Linked DNA regions of Drosophila melanogaster: all the other regions are linked to region 3. Evidence: chromatin contacts called from public Hi-C and HiChIP or PLAC-seq data. All regions are on one chromosome and are shown on one strand. The core of a region is the stretch at or near the end of the contact, and the rest is flanking DNA. Distances in the headings are between cores, read along the strand shown.

Region 1 (2,701 bases), core at 182-2,681, 370 kb after region 3:
TTATTCCCGTTGCGCGTAGAGTAAAAGCGTATAATAGATTCGTTGAAAAGTGTGTAACAGGCACAAAGAAGCGTTTCCGACTATATAAAGTATATATAGTCTTGATCAGGATCAATAGCAGAGTCGATCTAGCCATGTCCATTTGTCCGACTGTTCGTATGAACGTCGATATCTCAGGAACTATAAAAGTCAGAAGGTTGAGATTCAGCATACAGATTCTAAAGTCCATAAACCGCACAAAACTGTCACGCCCATACTTTTGAATCATTTTTCGAAAATGTTTTATACACTTATTAGTCTTGTAAATTTCTATCGATTTGAAACAATAAATTTTTGCCACGCCCACTCGAACGCCCTAAAGCGGCCAAACCAGTCACGTCAACCCTTTGGAACAATTTTGAATTTTTTTTTCATATTATTCCCCAATACCTATCGATATATCCCCAATATTTATCGATATCCCAGAGAAGCTGAGTAACGGGTATCTGATAGTCCCGGAAACTCGACTTTGTTTGTTTTAAAATTAAATATAAAAATTAAAATTAAAATATATATATATAACTCTTTTGAATACAATAAAGAATTTATTAAGTAATAATATGAAATAATTAATAAGTACAATCTTCATAGCTTTCCAATTTTATTAGGACTCCTTTCCCGCTAATCTTGACCACATTTTTATCTAGGATCCTAGCCCCTTTACATGTTCATTTACCATTTGATTCATAGTCTAATGCCCGAAATGACAATCTCCCATTTGCGATGGCTGCAATTATGAGGTTTATCAACTGCTGCATAACCGATTACCAACCAGTTAAGTTGGCCAGTTATCCTGCCATACATCCAGCATTCCGGAATGGTCATCATCATCATTATCATCATACCAATCGTCATTCTGGGCATCTGTCCTCGCGGCGATAAAAATTGCATGCAATTATGCCCAGTCTTCTACGGCCCCCCTTTCTCTCTCCGCCTCCTTCTCCTTTTCCTTCCCAACCCAACTATCGAAAACCCCAAAAATCCCTTCTACTCTACGGGAAACCTCAAATATCGCTAGCAGCACAGGGGAAAAAATTGGGAAATCCAACCAAATCCGAATGGATTTCCCAGCGTTCGTTTGGTAGGTAATCAAACGCTTAATTAATATGACACACCAATACAAGCTGAAAGCCTCAGGGGGCGAATGGAGAATGGTTAACGAGGGGAGGGGGGGGGGGTGGTGGTGTGGCTTCAGGATTACAGGGGAGCTCCAAAGGACATCGCATGTGCCTGATGATTTTTGGTGGCCAGGCATCGTTTTTCGATTTTTGGCATATTACTGATAACACTCGCGGTCGCCTACCCGAAAAACGTGCGAAAGAGACGGTCAGCGGTTTAATGGAAAGAGACGGGTCGCACGCAGCCAAACAGAGATGCCCATATGGATGGGGGTGGCGGTCAGAGAGGGATAGCGACTGAGTCGACGGCCATCGCTTGCGGTAATTGCTTCATAATTGAACAATTATGCAAACGTGATTGAAGTGATTATATGGCCGCTTATGCGCCTCTGTTTATGTGCGTTTCCCTACGCCCCGCCCACTGTTCCGCCGCCCAGTTTTCCCCATTTCCACATCGATTCGCAGCCTCCATTTGCCCAGCTGATGCGTTAATTGAATGGATATCGCATAATTTTTGTGCTTTGTGCTGTCTCTTTTTCAAACGTTCACATCTAAAATATTCTATCAAACAATTTCTAAGCTAACTTTTAACGTTTGAATATGAAAATAAAATTAGGGATAACAAAATTATCTAATGTATTTTCAATTAATTAATCTGAACATCTGTACAGAAGTTTCAATTTCAAAAACACATTGTTTACGTTTTCATATATATTTTAAAAAGCTGTATGCAGTTATGATGTAGATTACAACAAAATATTTTAATAATTATAATAATAAATTAGAGCAAATATATGAAATTTGTGAAAATGCAACTATTTATTTGTTATTTACTTATTCAATAATTGACAAATGCAACCAAAAGTAACAAAAACAAGAGAGAATACTCTAGTCGAGTTCCCCGACTATCAGATACCCGTTACTCAGCTAGTGTGAATTCATTTCTCTGGGATATCGATAGTTATTGGGAAAAAAATTGCTTCAAAGTGTGGGCGTGTCCAGTTCGGCGGACTGGACAGAAATTTACAAGACTAATAAAAGTATGAAAAGATTTCGAAAAATGGTTCAAAAGTATGGGCGTGGCAGTTTTCTGCGGTTTGTGGGCGTTAGATGGGACGTGACAATCTTGTGGTGCGTCTTTGTCTCTAGAATCTGTATGATGAATCTCAACATTCCACCTTTTATTGTTCCTGAGATATCGACCTTTATACGGACAGAGCTACATCGACTCGGCTATTGATCCTGATCAAGAACACATATATTCTTTATATAGTCGAAAACCCTACATTCTGCCTGTTACATACTTTTCATCGAATCTAGTATACTTTTTTACTCTACGAGTAGCGGGTATAAAAATGTTGTATATTTGGTTCATTTTAGACTTAATTAGAATTAAGTAGAACGTATTGGCTATTCATTGACACTATGCCCGGACTCCGTTTCGGCTTCAGTCTGCCTCGGTCTCCTTACGGTACTTCCCGAATCTTCTCGCTATCGTATCCTTGTTTACACAGAGTGTAAATTTGACCGGACCGGTGGAGTTA
Region 2 (2,741 bases), core at 225-2,724, 310 kb after region 3:
CTATCGATTGATTGGCCTTCGATAGATTGCAACACGCAAGATAGTAACTTTTAATTAATTTTTTCACCCCACAATGAATGCGAATGAACCCATGAATGTATGCGAGAGTGAAAACTATAAAAATTATAATTATTTTGTTGTGTTGCCACGAAGCGCTAGATAATCCAATTAATGGCCTGGTAAACACAGAGAGACACGTACGGATACACATACAGCAGGGGCTAGACAGATGTTCCCGGATTTGGCAAAAATATTCAATATTTCAGAGGATCTTACTCATTATAGATATCATAGAAATAATAGATATCATAGATATCACTCAAGTTGTAAAATCGTCAATGCAAAAACATCTTTCTTATATTTCACTTTTAAAAGTTTTTGTTTTCTAGATTCCTACATATCTGAGTTATAAGCTATCCTATTGAATTCGTTTTGTGGAATGCGGCCGAGCAAGGATAATTTTTACTGGCTTATGGCCAGCCACTGTTCAATTAAAATCATGGCCAATGATATCAATTAAAAGCACAGCACAGAGAACACTGATTGCGGTGAGAGCGGCTCTTATCCCTGGGCCACTGGCGTTTGGGCCTCCGCCACTGGTCTTCTCGCACCCCCTGTTGTTTCCCGCAGTTTTCCCTCACGCTTTTCCCCTTTTTTTCTGGTATCTTTTATGGCCCCGCCAAGACGAAGGAGGCATCCCCTTGTGATTTATCACAAAGCAGCAGCAGCAGCAGCAGCAGCAGCAGCAGCAGCGGCAGCGGCGTGTGGCAACAAGAAGGAAACCTCGGCCTGGGGAGCATTTGCTTATCTACGCTGCTGTTTGCCGCCCAACATTTTCCCACCCCCCCACTGATACGATACCCCATGTTTTCTCTCAGTGCTGCGTTGTTTATCGTAATTATGAATCTTTGCTATCCGAAAAGCGCTGCTCAGCTCCGCTGTGCGCTCATGTGTGTGTGTGTGTGCGTTCAATCAAAATAGTTGATTTCCTTTATGGCAGTCTGTATATCTCCCCCCGGATTTCCCGCTTTTCTTTTGGGTCCGACGAGCTTGGAGCAGAAAAGTGACGAAAGCGAAGAAAACACGCAGCCGGGCAACTATTTTTGATATGGCACAAATTATGCCGTTCTTTTGTTGCTGCTGCCCTTTTATTCTTTTCGTTACATAATATTTTCTCTCCGACCTTCGGGTCCATTATGGTTGGCCACTAAAATCTTGGCCAAGCACATCGCAAACGTCAAAAGTCTTGACTTGGTTAGATCCACTTAAGTTGGCCCTAATTAACAAGCCACATTTCAAGGTAAATTGTGGCGCCCAAAATCTGATTGTCTATCTTTTCCTCACTGAAAAGTTCATTAAGTTATAGTTCAGCTTGAACTACGTTTATTAAACACAGTAACCATTCTGCACCATTCTTTTGGCTTTTAAGGGGAATTGGCTTACCGAAAATGTGTAATGCCTACTTTCGGGCTGCCATGGCCAAGTGAATATCGTCCTATTCGCACGAGCCTATACATTTTCGGGGCGATCTGCGGCATATGCAATACCAGAGCATAAACTTCCCCATTCACGTCCATCAATGTCCATCATCGGTGAGTGCAAAATGGCTATAGTAATATGTGCTGGCAGCACCTGCACATTAAATCACACTTTTTCCCCCGCCCATTGGCGGCCAGCCATTCCCAAACTCACTCCATAATTAATAATCGCACCACCACCACATCCACCCACTCGGAGCGGAGGCCAGACAATTCGTCATAAATCTTTGACTGGCCAGAACGGCGTTTAATCAGGTGAGACGGGTGGTCCACATTCAGGTGAGTGGGAATCAGCGGGAATCCTGCTGCATAAACATGCTCTCGAACAAGTTTAATAACTTTGGGAGCCTTCGTATTCGGCGGCGGTCCATCCATGGGCGTGGCCTAACCCCCTGTTGCCGACTGTTGCACGTTTAGGTGATGTGGCACCGCCGGATATTTTGACTGCGGCGAGCGAAGCATGCTTTGTGCCCGTATTTTTACTCGGATCCTCTGACTTTACTCTTTCCAATTGGAAGCGGTTTAATTAGCTTACACAACACAGAACAAGATTTTATTGATACAATTTTAAAAATATATAAATGGAACACACATTTTCAATATTGTTATTAATTTAATTGAACGTTATCAGATATATTCACCCTTTATTGTAACTTTCGGAATATTTTTATTTTTGGCTTAGATCGTAGGGCAGCCAATTGTCTGGTAATTTCCTTGACCATTTCAGTGGCTCGATTTTGGTTGCCACCTCGATTCTGATTTTTATCGCTTTAATGAAGTTTCATGCCGGTTATGCTGCCAGCTGCCAAACATTGATGCTGCTGCTGCGGAAATTTTGTTAAAAACTTTTTCGTCAATCCCACGGCGAGGTCCTCTATGGATCCGCACCGCCGTTTATCCCATCCTGGCCGAGCAATGTTATGGGGCATTTGAGGCGCTATTGATGCACGTCTTTCCAGTCTATTACTATCAGCACTTTTTCAGTTTGGCGCACTTCGTTTTTCCTGGTTTTTATACCCATCATATACTCGGTATTCAAGGAAGCATTGTTCTTTCAGAACGAAAATTGCATGGGGTCGGGTAGAATATGCAAAGATTACAAAGAAATTAATACACTGAACGGACTTTAGAAACATGGTACTACAATATATATTGTCAGGACTTAATTAGGGCTAGCCTTTTTTAGTTAAGTCGTGACATAAA
Region 3 (2,700 bases), core at 173-2,672:
AATTAGTTGGGTTCCCTGCCCATTTCCACCACCCCCACATGTGCGCACACACTCACTTACACGCGATTTTCCACACACATTTCCCCACTTTCCCCTCATTGCCACCATGCAAAGCGCTCTACAACTTGTCCAGACAAGCCGCCATAAAGCATTCATAAATCCCAAAGTAAACTAGAGTGAACCACCCAAAAAACGCACACATATGTATGCAAACTGTACAGTGGAGCTCACAAAACTAGCGTACGAAATTTCAAATACAAAGCGATTTTTTTATGTCAGCTAACTAACTAATTACTGATCTCGAAATAAAAAGAAATCATAATATTCCATATTTTTTTTCCTTTAAGTTTTCACATAGAAAATGGAAAACAAAATGCAGATCCTTTGGATTGGTGTTTTTTTTTTCTGACGCCTTTAAAAACAAAGTCATTTTCACCAAGTGATTTGGTAACATTTTTTAATTCTTGTATAGTGTCATGCCACCTTAAACGTTTTGATTTCCAGGTTGATTTCTATTCATTTGACCGCTGCTGTACGTGCACACAGTGAAAAAGCGACAGACTCTTGTGTAACATGCGGTGGCCTTTATCCATTCATCCGTTCATTCATTTAACCTCCTCCGGTTGACCATACGCCCCCTCCCCCCTCGCAAGTGGCGACTTTTTGTGTGTGAACCACCGTCCACATCCTCCCCCAACCAAATACCACCCCCCAACAACCCCACCACTGGAGCCACATAGTTTCACTTTTGTTTTCGTTTCAACTCTTCGGGGCTGCTTTCCGTGTGTCTGGACTTCAGTCCACAGCCAGATTCTTCCCTTTGTTTTTCAGGGGCGGGGAGGTCCTTGGTCCTTGGTCCTTGGTCCTGCGTCCTTTGTCCACTTCGTTAGTTGTATTAGAGAGTTTGCGTATTTGCGGGTCATTTCGGAGATCCCTCGATTGGGGGTTAAATTAAAAGGGAAGCTGTCCACGGAATGCGGAACGAAGGTGGGCCAAAACATAATGAGTTCGAGTATGAAGGCAACTTAAAACCGGTTAATAGCAGCCAATTGCCATTCTACTCCGCAGCCAGCTAACATATTTGGCAAGAGCCGGAAGCAGACATGTGACATGCCCTTGTACTTTAATAATAACTTTGCTCTATTTTCATTTCTGTGCCAAGTAAATTAATAGCACGATCACGTGGCGCCATCTATTTCTGATATAAATTTAGCATAGAAATAACCAGATCAGATACGATCAAAATATTAACACAATATTTACATATACATATAATATATGTTATTATACAATACAATTTGTATTAATAAAATCATTGTATGTTTTGTTAATACGTAATTTTCACTTAATATATCATTGGTGTACATGATCAATTGCCGCCCTCTATTGCCTAAGTTAAATTCTGTCATATCACAGCCAAGAAGTATACATCATATTTTTAGTGCACCTTTCCCCTAAAAAGTAGGCCACTCGATTTGAGACATGATCATAAGAACCGTTTTCAATCAGAAAAAAGTCACTTTTCCATGTTATTCTAATAAGAACGATTATAAAGCGTTTACAACTATAATCATTTCAGCTTTTAAGGTATTATGCTTGGTGACAATATGAAATGTTATCTATAAATATGATACTGTTTAAACAATGATTTTCTTATATATCTGATATATTTGAAATGTATTTAGTTAAAAATGGAATTTTTAAATAATATATGTACATATATGCAAGTTTAGCGAGTTCACAATGGCATACATGGCTAAGAAAGGCTTGCAAAATATTTGACTTAGAAAACACGAAAGCATCTTTAAAGAATCATTGAGAAAGTTTATGCTTACAAACTCTTTGAGATTTTAAATAAATACTTTTAAATTCTCTTGATCAGATGCAATATTTCGCGAACATCGTCATTTCGAAAAATGTATAGACACTCAAAAGCAAAATCAAAAAAGGGAGAATGCTATAGTCGACTTCCAAGGCTTTTAGATACTCAGCTAGTGGAAATGCGAACACGAAATTTCAAAAATTGATTGGGATATCGTTAGATATTGGGGAATAAAATGAGAAAATATTGAAAAATTGTTTAAAATTGTGGGCGTGGCAGTTTTGGGCGGGTTTTTGGAAGTTCGAGCGTTGCAGCGTTCATACCGACAAAAGGACATGGCCTGTTCGACTTTTGATCCTGATGAAGAATTACATAGTTTTCAACGAATCTAATATACCCTTTTACACACGGATGTAAGGGTATAAAAAGAGTGCAAATATGTTACAATAAATAATAGCAGTGCAAGCATATGCTTTTTTTTCATCAAGTTTATGAAACTCAAAATACACTTTGTTTTGGAGATATTTCAAATCATACTTCTTTCAAGAGCCGTCCTAAAATAATATTTCCAAAGGCTAAGCCTCAAGTTAGAGCAACAAACACAGAACGGGAATTATCCTGGGCACGTTCGCCGTGCTTCGTGTGTGGGTGCAGGATATCTGCGCCAGTTGGCGGACCTTGGAATGGGGATCATAAAACCGTGGACAAAGGCGTAAGCCGAGGCCAAAGATGCGTTAATTGGCCTCCAAACGCGTGCCATTTCCTGGGTTCTGTGTGCTGGGTCCTAGGTCCGGATCCATCTATACGATCCCTATTTACTGGCTGATCGCAATTGGGATCGTGATCCCATCGCACGCTCGTCCAGCCGGAACTGTAAA

Evidence for each region. Hi-C and Micro-C count contacts between places; a contact is called where the count stands out from the background. HiChIP or PLAC-seq counts read pairs in DNA pulled down with a chosen protein or histone mark.
Region 1: a contact with region 3 is called in a Hi-C map of the Kc167 cell line, with 1.5 times the contacts expected there. The contact joins two enhancer-like sites. A contact is called at or near these places in 5 of 107 Hi-C or Micro-C datasets (the D17-c3 cell line, the Kc167 cell line, the S2 cell line and 1 more).
Region 2: a contact with region 3 is called in a CP190 HiChIP or PLAC-seq map of the Kc167 cell line, with 6 times the contacts expected there. The contact joins two enhancer-like sites. A contact is called at or near these places in 1 of 107 Hi-C or Micro-C datasets (the Kc167 cell line) and 1 of 6 datasets of contacts at active chromatin or transcription factors (the Kc167 cell line).

What each region holds. Positions count from the first base shown.
Region 1 is chrX:21,002,425-21,005,125 of dm6, forward strand. No RefSeq gene overlaps it. Among named protein-coding and RNA genes, the nearest start is that of CG11666, 19 kb to the left of the region's middle. Within about 2 kb of position 1,432, at least 3 of the 39 cell types and tissues checked have an H3K27ac peak or open chromatin away from gene starts, as enhancers often do. A contact at or near this core is called in the Kc167 cell line, where this site is marked.
Region 2 is chrX:20,945,482-20,948,222 of dm6, forward strand. No RefSeq gene overlaps it. Among named protein-coding and RNA genes, the nearest start is that of Npc1b, 12 kb to the left of the region's middle. Within about 2 kb of position 1,475, at least 13 of the 39 cell types and tissues checked have an H3K27ac peak or open chromatin away from gene starts, as enhancers often do. A contact at or near this core is called in the Kc167 cell line, where this site is marked.
Region 3 is chrX:20,630,944-20,633,643 of dm6, forward strand. No RefSeq gene overlaps it. Among named protein-coding and RNA genes, the nearest start is that of RunxA, 8.5 kb to the left of the region's middle. Within about 2 kb of position 1,423, at least 19 of the 39 cell types and tissues checked have an H3K27ac peak or open chromatin away from gene starts, as enhancers often do. A contact at or near this core is called in the Kc167 cell line, where this site is marked.